Linked DNA regions of Sus scrofa: region 1 is linked to region 2. The links are chromatin contacts, called in public HiChIP or PLAC-seq maps. All regions are on one chromosome and are shown on one strand. The core of a region is the stretch at or near the end of the contact, and the rest is flanking DNA. Distances in the headings are between cores, read along the strand shown. Region 1 has its middle 31 kb from the start of POMP. Region 2 holds the start of FLT1 (vascular endothelial growth factor receptor 1).

Region 1 (5,791 bases), core at 2,721-5,220, 120 kb before region 2:
GAGAGCGGGTTGGGACGAGGTTTGAGGAAGAGTTTCTCCAGGCAGGGCATTGAGGAAACAGCACCCGCAATGTGGGTGCCCCGTGTGTGTGCGCGGCGGGGCGGGGGAGGTGTATGGGGTGGTTGTGGGGGGGATACGGGGGTGCAGGGTGTGTGTGTGTGTACATACATGTGTATGGGCACAAGTGAGACAGACATTGGAACTGGGGGCAAGGCAGTTTTGCAAGTGATCTAATCTATGCAGCCTAACCTTAAAAGGCTGGGGAATTCCTACCTGCTACCTTTCAGTAATGTGATGTTGACTCATGTTTATAATTCATCGTGAGGCTCTTAAGAGCAAGTACAGGAGTTCCCCTCGTGGCTCCCTAGTGGAAATGAATCCGACTAGGAACCGTGAGGTTGCAGGTTCAATCCCTGGCCTCGCTCCGTGGGTTAAGGATCCGGCGTTGCCGTGAGCTGTGGTGTAGGTCAAAGACACGGCTCAGATCCAGCGTGGCTGTGGCTGTGGCATAGGCTGGCGGCAAGAGCTCCAATTAGACCCCTAGCCTGGGAAGCTCCATATGGCACAGTGTGGCCCTAAAAAAAGAGAGAGAGAGAAAGTACAAATGTTGATCCCTCAAAGCCAGGAGGTAACTCCTGTGGGAGTGGTCAGTGTTGAGGAGGGTGGGGCCGGAGAGCCAGCATCCCTGCAGGGCAGCCTTTGCTAATTCAGGCGTGTGCTTGGGTGGACTGCTGATTGCATAAGGGCAAGCCTGGGTCCTCTGCACAGGCCAGGGGAGCATTAGCCTTGGAGACAGACAAGCCGGGCGACGGACAAGCCGGGCGACGGTCTTTCATACACCTACTAGCCATGTGACTTCAGGACACTTACTTAGCTTCCCTGTTTCTGTTGCACAGTTTCCTCCATGGTAAAATAGTTTGCTTCGCCCCTAGGGTTGTTGTGAGAATTTAAACGAGTTAAAATACATAAGGTACTTAAAGGGTGGCACCTGGAAAATGTCGTGTCATGTACAAAGTATTACTTTAACTAGGTCTTTCCCAACTTCAGAGGGAGCTGGGATGGGAGTTCCCTGGCGACTTTGTAGTTAAGGACTCAGCATTGTCACTGCTGTGGCACAGGTTTGACCCCTGACCTGGAAACTTCCACATGCTATGGGTGCAGGCAAAATAAATAAAAAAAATAAATAAGGGGGGAGCTGAGAAAATGAGTGTGTGGCCACGGAGAAAAGAATTCCTGCAAGTGACTCAAACCAGTTACCACTATCCCCCGGGGTTGTGTCAGGACGGATTTCCCAGAGAACAGGGACTCTCCACCTGCATCTACAGAAAATCAGAGTCGTGTTAGCAGGGAGGGAGGGGGAGGGTGGCACTGGCTGCAGGAGAAGCTGCAGACTCTGCTGCACACCTTGCTCTCCAGGTGAAGCACGGAGATGCCTGAGGCTGCCCCCAGATGGCCCATCTACCGCGTGGCCAGCCACGGCCATATCTAGGTCCCTTGTTTCAGTGTTCCTGTTGGGTACCAAACAACCTGATAGCTTTCTGCTTCCTACGTAGCATGGCCCAGATCCGGAGTGCTGATACACCAAATTTATAGACCTCCGACATTCTGACAAGCGCAGGACAGCTGTCACACGAACCCATGCCAGCAGTTAAAGGGTCATTCTAAATGACCGTGCATCCGACTCAGAGCTCCTGGTGCTGGGCTACTTGGCTATGAGTCTCATGGTTGTCTCTGTCGGCGGTGCTCTGCTTGGCTTCTTTGACTAGAGAACTTGCATAAGAACACGCATTTCCATTGCGTGCAAACAGCACCGGCTATTCGGGCTTGAACCGAAGTGAGTGAGCTCTTTGTCGCCAGCGCACTTGTTCCATTTTGAAGTGATGATGTAGATTTCCAATGTCAGAAGGACGGATGATGATTCCATTATGAAATGTGATACAGAAATTAACCTCGCAAGGGTAAAGCCTGTGTGGCAATGAGGAAGTATAGGCAGGTGTCGTAATTAGTGTTAAGTGAACAAAGCATCGAGCAGACATTCTGGGTCCACCCATGTCACTTAGGGCTCTTTCCAGCCAAGTTCCAGCTGCCAGACTGAGCATCCCTGACCCGAGGCGGAGGGGGGGGCCCTCTTTCTTGAGCACCCCCTGGTTGCGGAACCCACACATGAGCTACCTTCTCCCCCCCAGCAGTCCTCAAACAGTGGCGGTTGGGAGTCCATGTCTAAGGACCCCAGTTCTCCAGTGCCCCCTTGAGCTGCATGTTTTGCACCATGTCCCCAAACATCCTCGGGGGTTAAGCTCCTGTCATGTGATAACCATGCTCTGTTGGCAGCGTCCCCTTCCCCCTGTTGACTCCCCACGGCCCCAGGGGTGTTGGCTGCTCTTCTCGAAGACTCTGTCTCCGTGTGGGTACCCTGTCGCAGAGCCTGCTTTGGGGAGCATCCGCTACGACATAGGTAGGGATGGGGGATTGTAGACACGTCCCCAATGGCCCCTCTCGGTGATGGGTATACACACAGGCCAAGACAAAAAGGAAAAACACAACCACAGCAGGAGTTGGGGTCAGGGTGTTGAGAAGAGGTTAGATTTTTTTCCCTTCTATTTTCTAAACCTTCAGTGAAGTTGTTGCGTGAGTCTAAACGTTTTTTGTTTTATATTTTTGAGTCTCCATAAACACTTCGGTCTGCCTCAAATCCATATGCACAGAAAGGCTGGAAGCAGAAGTGGGAAATAGCTGGTGAGGAAATAGCTGGCCTGCAGAACAGTATGTTGTAAGGAGGGCAAGGCTGAGAGCGTGGGGGCAGTGAAGTTTCTGGAGCCAGAACCTGACCTGCGTCTGGTCCACATCGAACACCTACACAAACTCAGGGTGTACAGCGCCCAAAGTACAGCAATGTCTATTTTTTCAAAGAGCAAACTGCCTAAGTGCAAACACATATTGCATTCATTCGGGTTTTTTCTAAATTCCAAATAACTTAGCATTTTCTTTGGAAAATTCCTTCACAAATAAGTAAAATCGTTTGTGTGCAAATACTGATCTACAGTTTATATGATTGGAGCTTCTTTGATTTTACGGAGCTGTTTTTCCTTGTAAAACCTATTTTTAACCAGAAGAGGCGAGCTTGGTTATCTTGCATCCGGAACATGATAGTAGGCTGTAGGAATGAACATGTTACTTGACTTTTCCATCATTTTCTTCTTTAAAACTTTTGATTTTAAAAAATACACATGGGTGCGTGCCATGGATTCTATTGTAAAGGACATTTAGACCCCAAGTCAAGAGCTGAAGAGATCGTGGGTGTAAAAGCAAATTATTTGGACGTGTAATCTCTGCGATAAACATTGTACCCAACAACCATCAGTTTTTGAAGTGGGGAGTGGAAAGCTACCACATCCAAGCGGGTAGGTGATTTTATTTGAAAGGCTAATTAACTCAACGTACAAGTTTTTCTTCTCCCAAAGACAAAGCGAGGGTGGGGTAACTGTCTACCAGTAAAATGAGGAAGGAAAAAGTTCTCTTTACCTCTTGTTACCTTTTTCTCATGGGAGGGCTGATGCAGGCTGTTGGATACAGTGGTGAAAGGCCCATGCTTTTGGAGTTCCCTTGTGGCACAGCACGTTAAGGATCTGGCATCCTTGCAGCAGCTCAGGTCACTGCTGCCGCATGGGTTTGATCCCTGGCCCAGGACCTTCCACATGCCACAGGAGCAGCCAAAAACAAACAAACAAAACCCCACATGCTTCAGAGCTAGAGAGATGATCTAGGTTCAAATTCTGTTTCAGCCACTTACTGGCTGGGAGATCTTGGGCAAGTTACTTTTTTCTCCGTGCTGCTCTTCCTTCCCCTGAAAATAACATCATGCCCAAGAGAAACAGCCCTTCCTAAAAACAAAGAATGGAAAGCAGCAGAACTGCCCAGGAGCAGAAGCATCTATGGGAAAATGACGCAGCAGAGAAACTGAAAATTATGCAGCAGAGAAACTGAATGAACCGCAGCTGCTTGTGCAAGTGCGGACGGCCCCGAGGAGTGAGATGCCTGGTGAACAAGCGTGCCACCCTTTTTCATCACGTCCAAATCAAACTGAAAGAGCAATAAAGCATCTGGGCACACGAGAGAGAAGCAAAGAATGCACAGTTCTGGGTCATGGTTGTGTGTGGGGAGAGCAAGAGAGGGGGTTGGGCAGCAGGTTCACGGACAAGGTGGTTTTGTTATTGAAGATATGAATAAATGACTAAACGATGAACAAGAGAGGGCCATGCCTGGGACAGCAGTGTGTTCTGAACCAGTTAACCCAATTACACGTTACTCCGTGCTGGGCTAGTACATCTGATCTTGCAAAAAAAAAGAAAAGAGAAAAAAAAGAGAGAGAAAGAGACAAAGTAGAACCTACTTTATAGAGCTGTGACAAGAATTAAATGAGAAAATGCATGTCACATGCTTAACATGCTGCCTAGAAAATAGTACGTTTTTAATAGATGGTATCTCAAATTGCTATTTTGCAAAACCATAGTTTTTAGACTCTTACAGACTTAGAAATGTCTCATAGACTTGGAATGTATCAATTTCAACCCCACAAGATGAATTCTAAGACTGTTCCTGTTGTCAGTTCAGCTCTGCATCTATTCCAGATGAAGAGAACAGATCCTCGAATCCAGCCATTCGTTTTTGAGGGCCTGCCACGTGCCAGGTGTTGCGCCGGGTCCTGTGGCAGATCTGGTGTTTGCCGCTGCGGGGTACAGGGTGGCGAACGAGTCAACAAATAATTGCACGGTCACCGAGGTGACTGGGGCCAGAGGAGAGGAACGCGGTGCCACCTGGCCCTGCTGACCCACGGAGAAGCAGCACAGGCTGGCCCCAGCCGTGAGAGGTCCGCAGCCCAGCTGCACCTCCCTGGGTGAGTGCCAGGCTCAGGGTTGTGAGTGAGCGCCTTAGCCTGAGTCAAGCCTTGAGAAGCGTGCCCCGCACACAAGGAGCATCATGGCAGTGTTATAAATAAAACGCAGCAAGTGTACGGACCGAAGGATTCAGCTGCCCACTTCCATTTTTATCCACCGCACGCAAAGACCTCTTATGCGGGAAAGGGGGGTTTTCTTTCCACCCCGGCCACTGGAACAACTCCCATCGGCTGGGTGGCTTAGAAACAGCAGAAATTTCTCCCGATTCTGGAGGCCGAGAAATCCATGATCAAGGCACCAGCAGACTCAGGGTTCGGTGAGAGCCCACTTCCTGGTTCTTGGCACCTCCTTGCTGTGTGCTCACGGGGCGGGAGAGCAAGGCCTTTCTCTGGGGTCTCTTATGAGGACAGAATGCATCCTCCTGCCCTGGCCCCACCTCCTAATACCAGCATCACCTTGGAGATTAGGTTTCTGCATATGAATTTGGGGGTGGGAGGGTCCACCACACCTTTGTCCTCTGGTGCTTAGTCACGTGGTCATGTTAGTACTCTCACCTCTGGCTCTCCCTGCTCAAAATAACCTCAGGGACCTTAGATGTTCTTTAACATTCAATGCCAGGAAACGGTGCTGGCTGAGCTGTGAAAATGTCACATCACCTGGGGGTTTGTAAGCAGAGAGTAGGACAGGCTTCCAACTCGGCTCACGCCTGAGTCCACAGTCCCACCAAGCATGCGTCTGTTTCTCGCTCCCTGGGCCCGACCACCAGGGATTCACGCGTGGCTGTTTATCTGGACATAAGCCTGTGTGGTCACCCCAGACCCCAAGGCCCCAAGGGCTTGATCACCCCCACATCGCTCGCCCATCCCACCCCGAAAGCCAGCAAGAAACAATTTGAT
Region 2 (5,944 bases), core at 2,990-5,489:
GTGTCGCCAGTTCCCTGGCACCCTTCCTCCTCCACTGGCTGCCCCTGCTCCCGACACGCCCCCCACCCCCAGAGCTGGCTGGGTTTTGCCGCCTTTGTCCTGGTCAGAGTGCCCCCGCCTTGCTGCTGACACAGATCTGTTACTATCTTCAAAACCAGTCCCCAGTTCAGTGGTCAACCATTCCTTCTACGCACAACTGTATCTTGTTCTTGCTTTTAATTGCCGTAGAACTTTTTCCCCTATGTTCCATGGATGTCTGGGCTCCCCAGATAAGCTGTAAGTCCTTCTAGGGCAATAATTATATCTTCTATGCTACTGTTTTCATGAGACTGGCCCAGGATTGGAGTTCCCATTGTGCTTCAGTGGAAATGAACCTGACTAGTATCCATAAGGATGCTGGTTCTATCCCTGGCCTCGCTCAGTGGGTTAAGGGTCTGGCGTTTCTGTGAGCAGTGGTGTAGGTCACAGATGCGGATCAGACCTGGCATTGCTGTGGCTGCGGCTGTGGCCAGTGGCTACAGTTCTGATTCGACTCCTAGCCTAGGAACCTCCATGTGCCACCAGTGCAGCCCTAAAAATACAAAAAAAAAAAAAAAAAAAAAAAAAAAAAAAAAAAAGACTGCCCAGGATTGTGTCTGTGTGCAAACAAAAATGTTTATTGAATGAGGGAATATGTTTTGTGGTTCATGCACCACAACACAAACCTTTTTCCTCTGGTGGCTTAGCCAAGTCACTGATGGATGGAGCTGGTACAAGTCTCAAGTGAAGCAAAAACATCGGGGGTGGGGGGTGAGCGAGAGCGAGAAAGGGGCTTGGAGGGAGGAGACGAGCGTCTGAATGTGCCTAACTGACTAATAAACATTCTGGTATCAAATTAAATTCGTTCTGGAATTATTTATAGTGGCGAAATTGAAATGCCCACCAATGGGATAATATTTGACAGCTATTGAACATACTATTATGAAGGATATATAGAAGCACAGAAGACAAAAGCACTCTATAAGAATGGTTTCTAACTAAAAGGGTGTATTAAATGCAATATGTTTTTATGAAGCGTGAAAGTCAAGCGCTGACAGTTCTAGGCGAGATGGAATGAACCTTTGGCAAAAGTTGTCCGTTCTATTGATTAGATGGCCACTCTACAGCCCTCCTTAGCCAGCTGCTGCTTCTGTAGCCATCGTCCTTTCTCCGATTTGCCTTTTCTCCTGCCCCAATCTTCTCTAACTATCTCAGTTTGGGCTTTTTAACTTTCATAAAATACCTTGACTAAAACGTACCTGTCTAATGAGCTCTTGCTAGGACCGTCCGTTATTCCTGACACGGTAACACGCTCATAGGCTGCCTCCTGTGGTGAAGCTACATCTAGAGATAATGGCACAAAAACGCTTTGGTTTACTCGGCCTCTGCACATTCTCCCCCCCTTCCTTCCTCCCTCCTCCCTCCCTCCTCCCCTCCTTCTTCCTCCCTCCTTTCTTCCCTTCCCTTATTCATTCATTCCTCTCTGCCCTCGTCAGTGATTTTGATGATGATACAAAAGGCACATTTAACCTACCTTTGGATAATGTGCAGCAGGACCTCTAGAATGCGCTTTGGATGGCCGAATTGGGGGCAGAAAGATTTCAGCAGGCAAGAAAGACAGACTCAGTGAAACCTAAAGTTTACTAAGAGTGTGTATAAGGGTCTGCAGTTTGTATCGTCAAAAGCTGTGGCTGCCCCCGTACAGCCAGATCGCAGCTCCAGCGAAAAAGCCTCAGAACTTTTAACCAGGAGTGAGTTCCACAAGCGTCCAGAGGACAAAGTGGCCGGGCTGAGAGGGCTCCTTTGATCTTAGGCTGCAGTAACAGAAGTATAGTATCTACATCACAGCCCCTAGGGAGGAAGTACAGGGTTAGCTAGGAGACCAGAGCTAGGAGACACAGGCTCAAGAAGAAGCTGAAAGCTCAAATCAATCCAAATGAGATAAGCGGCCACAGCCCCAACCAGTGTAAGGAGCGAGTGCTCAAGGACAGAGCGAAGGGTGTGGAGCCGATACAAGAGGAGTGAGTCTGTCCACACCCAGGGGCCCGTAAGGAACTCAGGACTTTGCATGGGAGCAACAAAACCCTGGGTGTGCCTGCCTGGTGACCTCAGCAGCGCTTGCCCAGGGAGGGCTGAAGGTGAACTGTCAAGAGGAGATGGGCTGGGAGCTGTTCGTTTTCTAGTTGTATTGAAGTATGGTTGATTTACAAAGTTGTCTTCGTCTCTGCTGTACAGCAAAGTGATTCAGGGATACACACATATGTTCTTTTTCATGTTCTTTTCCATGAAGGTTTAATCACAGATACTGACTCTAGTTCCCTGTGCTGTACAATAGGAACCTGCTGTTTATCCGTGATAGAAGTAATAGTTTGAATCTGCTCATCCATCACCCCACCCCTCGGCTCAGCAACCACACGTCTGCTCTTTATGTCTTTGTGTCTGTTTCTATTTCCTAAATATATTCCTGTGTGTCACATTTTAGTCTTTATTTTTATTTGTCTTTTTAGGGCCGCACCTTTGGCATATGGAGGGTCCCAGGCTAGGGGTCGAATTGGAGCTGCAGCTGCTGACCTACGCCGAAGCCACAGCACCAGCAGATCCAAGCTGCATCTGCGACCTATACCACAGCTCGCGGCCACGCCGGATCCTTAACCCACTGAGTGAGGCCAGGGATCGAGCCTGCATCCTCATGGATACTAGTCAGATTTGTTTTCACTGAGCCACAACGGGAACTCCTGTGTCATGTTTTAGAGTCCACATATAAGTGCTGTCACACGGTATTAGTCTTCTTTCTCTTTCTCAATTCACTTCGTGTCATAATCTCTATGGTGATGCATCCATGTTGCTGCAAATGGTATTACCTCATTCTTTTTTATGACTGAGTAGTATTCCTTTGTGTGTATGTACCACATCTTTACCCATTCATCTGTTGATGGATCTCAAGATTGTTTCCATGTTTGGCTATTGTAAATAATGCTGCTATGCACATAGGGGAGCATATATCTTTCTGAATTACAGTTTTATTGTGATATATGCCCAGGAGTGGAATTGTGGGATCATATGGCAACTCTATTTTCAGTTTTTTGGGGAACCTCCATACTGTTTCCCATAGTGGCGGCACCAATTTACAGACCCACCAACAGTGTAGGAGAGCGCTGGGAAGCGCTTTTTTCATACAACTCCGAGGGTTTTATAAAGTCATTTGGTTCTTATAACCAACCATAGGTATTCAGGCTATGCGGTGTGTAGCCATGGAGCGTAGTTGGTCTTTGCGCTGAAGCTACCTAACCCATGTGAGGACAAAACCCTGGCTGTGACCGCAAGCTGACCAGCTCCACTCTTGGTCCACTGGAAGAAGATGGGACCTGGGTTCCCTCCTGTCTGTCACGGTGATGCTCCCACACTGTTACTCAGTCTTAAAGCTGCTGGTTTTACCCACAGGGTGCCTCTGAATAGGGACTCAAAAGAATCCTCAAGAGAATGTTTGTAGCTGATAACAAGAGAGTGTCTGGTTTTGCAGATGAAATGTTCTTTTGTATGTGAGCGGGAAGCAAGCAGATCGTCGACTTCAATGGCTTTTTATACCGACCAGGCGACCGGGCGACCAGGCGACCAGGCGTGTGGAAACGGATCTTTCCCATCACTACTATCTGTTAACCCCTTTCCTTCGTGATGGAGCCGGAAGAGTGCCGTGGCCCATTCTCCTTCAAAGGTATTATCTCTTTTGAGGCGGGAGAGTTGAGAGCCTTACCCTGATTTCTCATCAGTTGAGCTTAGTCATTTAACATTTATCTGAGCTAAAATGAAATCAGGAACAAACCCATGTGACAACTCGAAGCATCTTGAGTTCTTTGTGAGGAGGTTAATGCATGTAACCAAAGCCACGTAGTAAAGAAACTGCTGATTGTGATGAAAAAGCCTGAAACTTTTCCAAAGAATAGTTGGGGAATCGGTGGAGAACCGCTCTTCATGCAGGATGATTTGGGGGTAAATGAAGTTAGCTTCCACCAAGACTCTTTTAACCTTAAAATAACTGAGCCAAGCACTGGCATTGCTGATTGACATCTGAAATTAGCAAGGCTGTTGCAGCTGCGCATCAAATACTCTCCTGGCGCCACAAATAAACGCCATGTGTATTCAATTCTGGCAGCACGTTTGCGGAGTGGTTCTCAACCAGCCCCTGAAGAGTTGTTGCGGTCAACTTTTGTCGATTGTACGATTGTACGGATGAACCCCATCGCCAAAGTCAGCCAGCCGTCTCTCCTAAGAAGCGCTTTCGAGTTCTCGGGACCTACCGCCCTGTCTCGTGGACCCAAGCTCCCCCAGCACTGTGGTCCTCGCCCAACAGTGCCATGGCATCTTTAGGCCATCAGTCTCCCGTCTTCCCATCACGGTGGTCTGGGGCTTAACGCAATGCCTGGCTCGGTGAGAGGCTGCAGCAGGGGCCCCGCTGACTGCGTTTCTTGGGAGAGCGCGTGGGAGTGCCAAGCGGCTCTGAGGTGAGGCAGGGGCACACCGCGGCTCTGCAGGTGGGTCCCAGATTGGGACCCAGCCTGGGGGACGAGCTGTGAGAAAGACCCACTGTCAGCCTCGAATCCAGCGATTCGTAATTCACTGTCCACGGAATGATACTGCAGTTTTGGAGGAATCGAGCTTGGGGGAGGAGGGAAAAAAGAGCCAGGGCGAGTGGAGAAGGGCCCCGGGAAAAGGGGTGGCGAAGCCCGAAGACGCGCACAGGCTTGGAGCTGCTGCTCCCGCGCCCCGGCCCCAGGTACGCGGCCTCGGGGTTCCCGCGTCGGGCGCCCAGGGGCGGAGGTTTGTCCCTGCCCTGCCGCCCAGAGGAGTGGCAGCTTCGGGTTGCCTAACCTTCCCGGGTAGGAGGCAGTCCAGTCCTCCAGGAAGAGTCGCTGGCCGGCTGTTTAGAAGCCATCACATTCCTTTTACCGTGACCACCTGGCAGGTTCCAATAGAACTATTTTCAAACCAGCGGGATTTACAGGGACAAGACGGGGCCTCGCCGTGGAGCCTGGGACGATAGCAACCTTTGAGGTAATGGAGACATAATTGGGGACCAAGGTGGAATTCGTGTGGTCGCAAATGATTTAGTGCCTCACGTTCGTTTCACCGGGTTTTGTTCGAAGAGCCGCGGAGTCACTCGTCTTGCGTAGCAAGCTGCCATCAGAAAGATTCCTCTCGAGCATTTAGGAAATAAAGGTCAAGGGCTCGGCCCCTAGGAGTTGCAGGAGCAGCTTCGTGCCTCTGCCTTTTCAAAGGTATCAAGAGGTTATTGCTTGTTTTGCTTCTAGGCAGCGGAGGGTTTAGGAAATGACTTGGGCGGGTGCATCTGTGCGGCCGAAAAAGACACAGTCGCGCTCCCCAGGGACCTGAGCGGCTTCGCTGTCTTCCCGAAGGTGCCAGCCAAGCGTCCGGCCCCCGAGGGCGCTCCTGGCGCAGTCCCCTGTGCCGAGCGTGTCCGGCGCCTTCCTAGACGTCTGGGGACAGTGGAGGAGTCGGGGGCGGCGGGACAAGGCGGGAAGAGCAAGGAAGGGGAGGGAGCCGGCCTGAGCCTCGGCCCTCCGTGCCAAGGACACCGGCGTGGAGGCGCAGCCAGCTTCCCAGGGTCGGACTTTCCGCCCCGCGGCCCGGGCGGTGGAGGTCCAGCCCTGTCCCCTTCCCAGCTTCGGGCGGCCCCCAGGGCTGAGTAAGCCGGGCGGAGGGAGACGGCAAGGATTTCCTGAGAGCTCGAGGAGGAGGTGGAGGAGGAGGAGGAGGAGGAAGAGGGGACCGGGGCGGGAGACGGGAGCAAGGACCCTGAACCTGCCGGGCGCCACTCCCCGGCCGCGCTGCCCGCGCCTTCCCACGCGCGCTCCCTCCCCGCCCCCGGCGGCTCCCGCCCCCTCCCGAGCCGTAGGGACTCAGGTCCCGG

The links. HiChIP or PLAC-seq counts read pairs in DNA pulled down with a chosen protein or histone mark.
Region 1: a contact with region 2 is called in an H3K27ac HiChIP or PLAC-seq map of alveolar macrophages. The contact joins the enhancer-like site here to the promoter of FLT1 in region 2. A contact is called at or near these places in 1 of 5 promoter capture datasets (liver), 7 of 47 Hi-C or Micro-C datasets (embryonic fibroblasts, fetal heart ventricle, heart right ventricle and 3 more) and 2 of 2 datasets of contacts at active chromatin or transcription factors (alveolar macrophages and skeletal muscle).

Annotation. Positions count from the first base shown.
Region 1 is chr11:5,919,565-5,925,355 of Sscrofa11.1, reverse strand. No RefSeq gene overlaps it. Among named protein-coding and RNA genes, the nearest start is that of POMP, 31 kb to the left of the region's middle. Within about 2 kb of position 3,970, at least 2 of the 83 cell types and tissues checked have an H3K27ac peak or open chromatin away from gene starts, as enhancers often do. A contact at or near this core is called in alveolar macrophages, where this site is marked.
Region 2 is chr11:5,795,390-5,801,333 of Sscrofa11.1, reverse strand. It overlaps FLT1 (vascular endothelial growth factor receptor 1), which reads left to right and starts at 4,239. Exons shown (of 30, transcript XM_021065525.1): 1 at 4,239-4,517.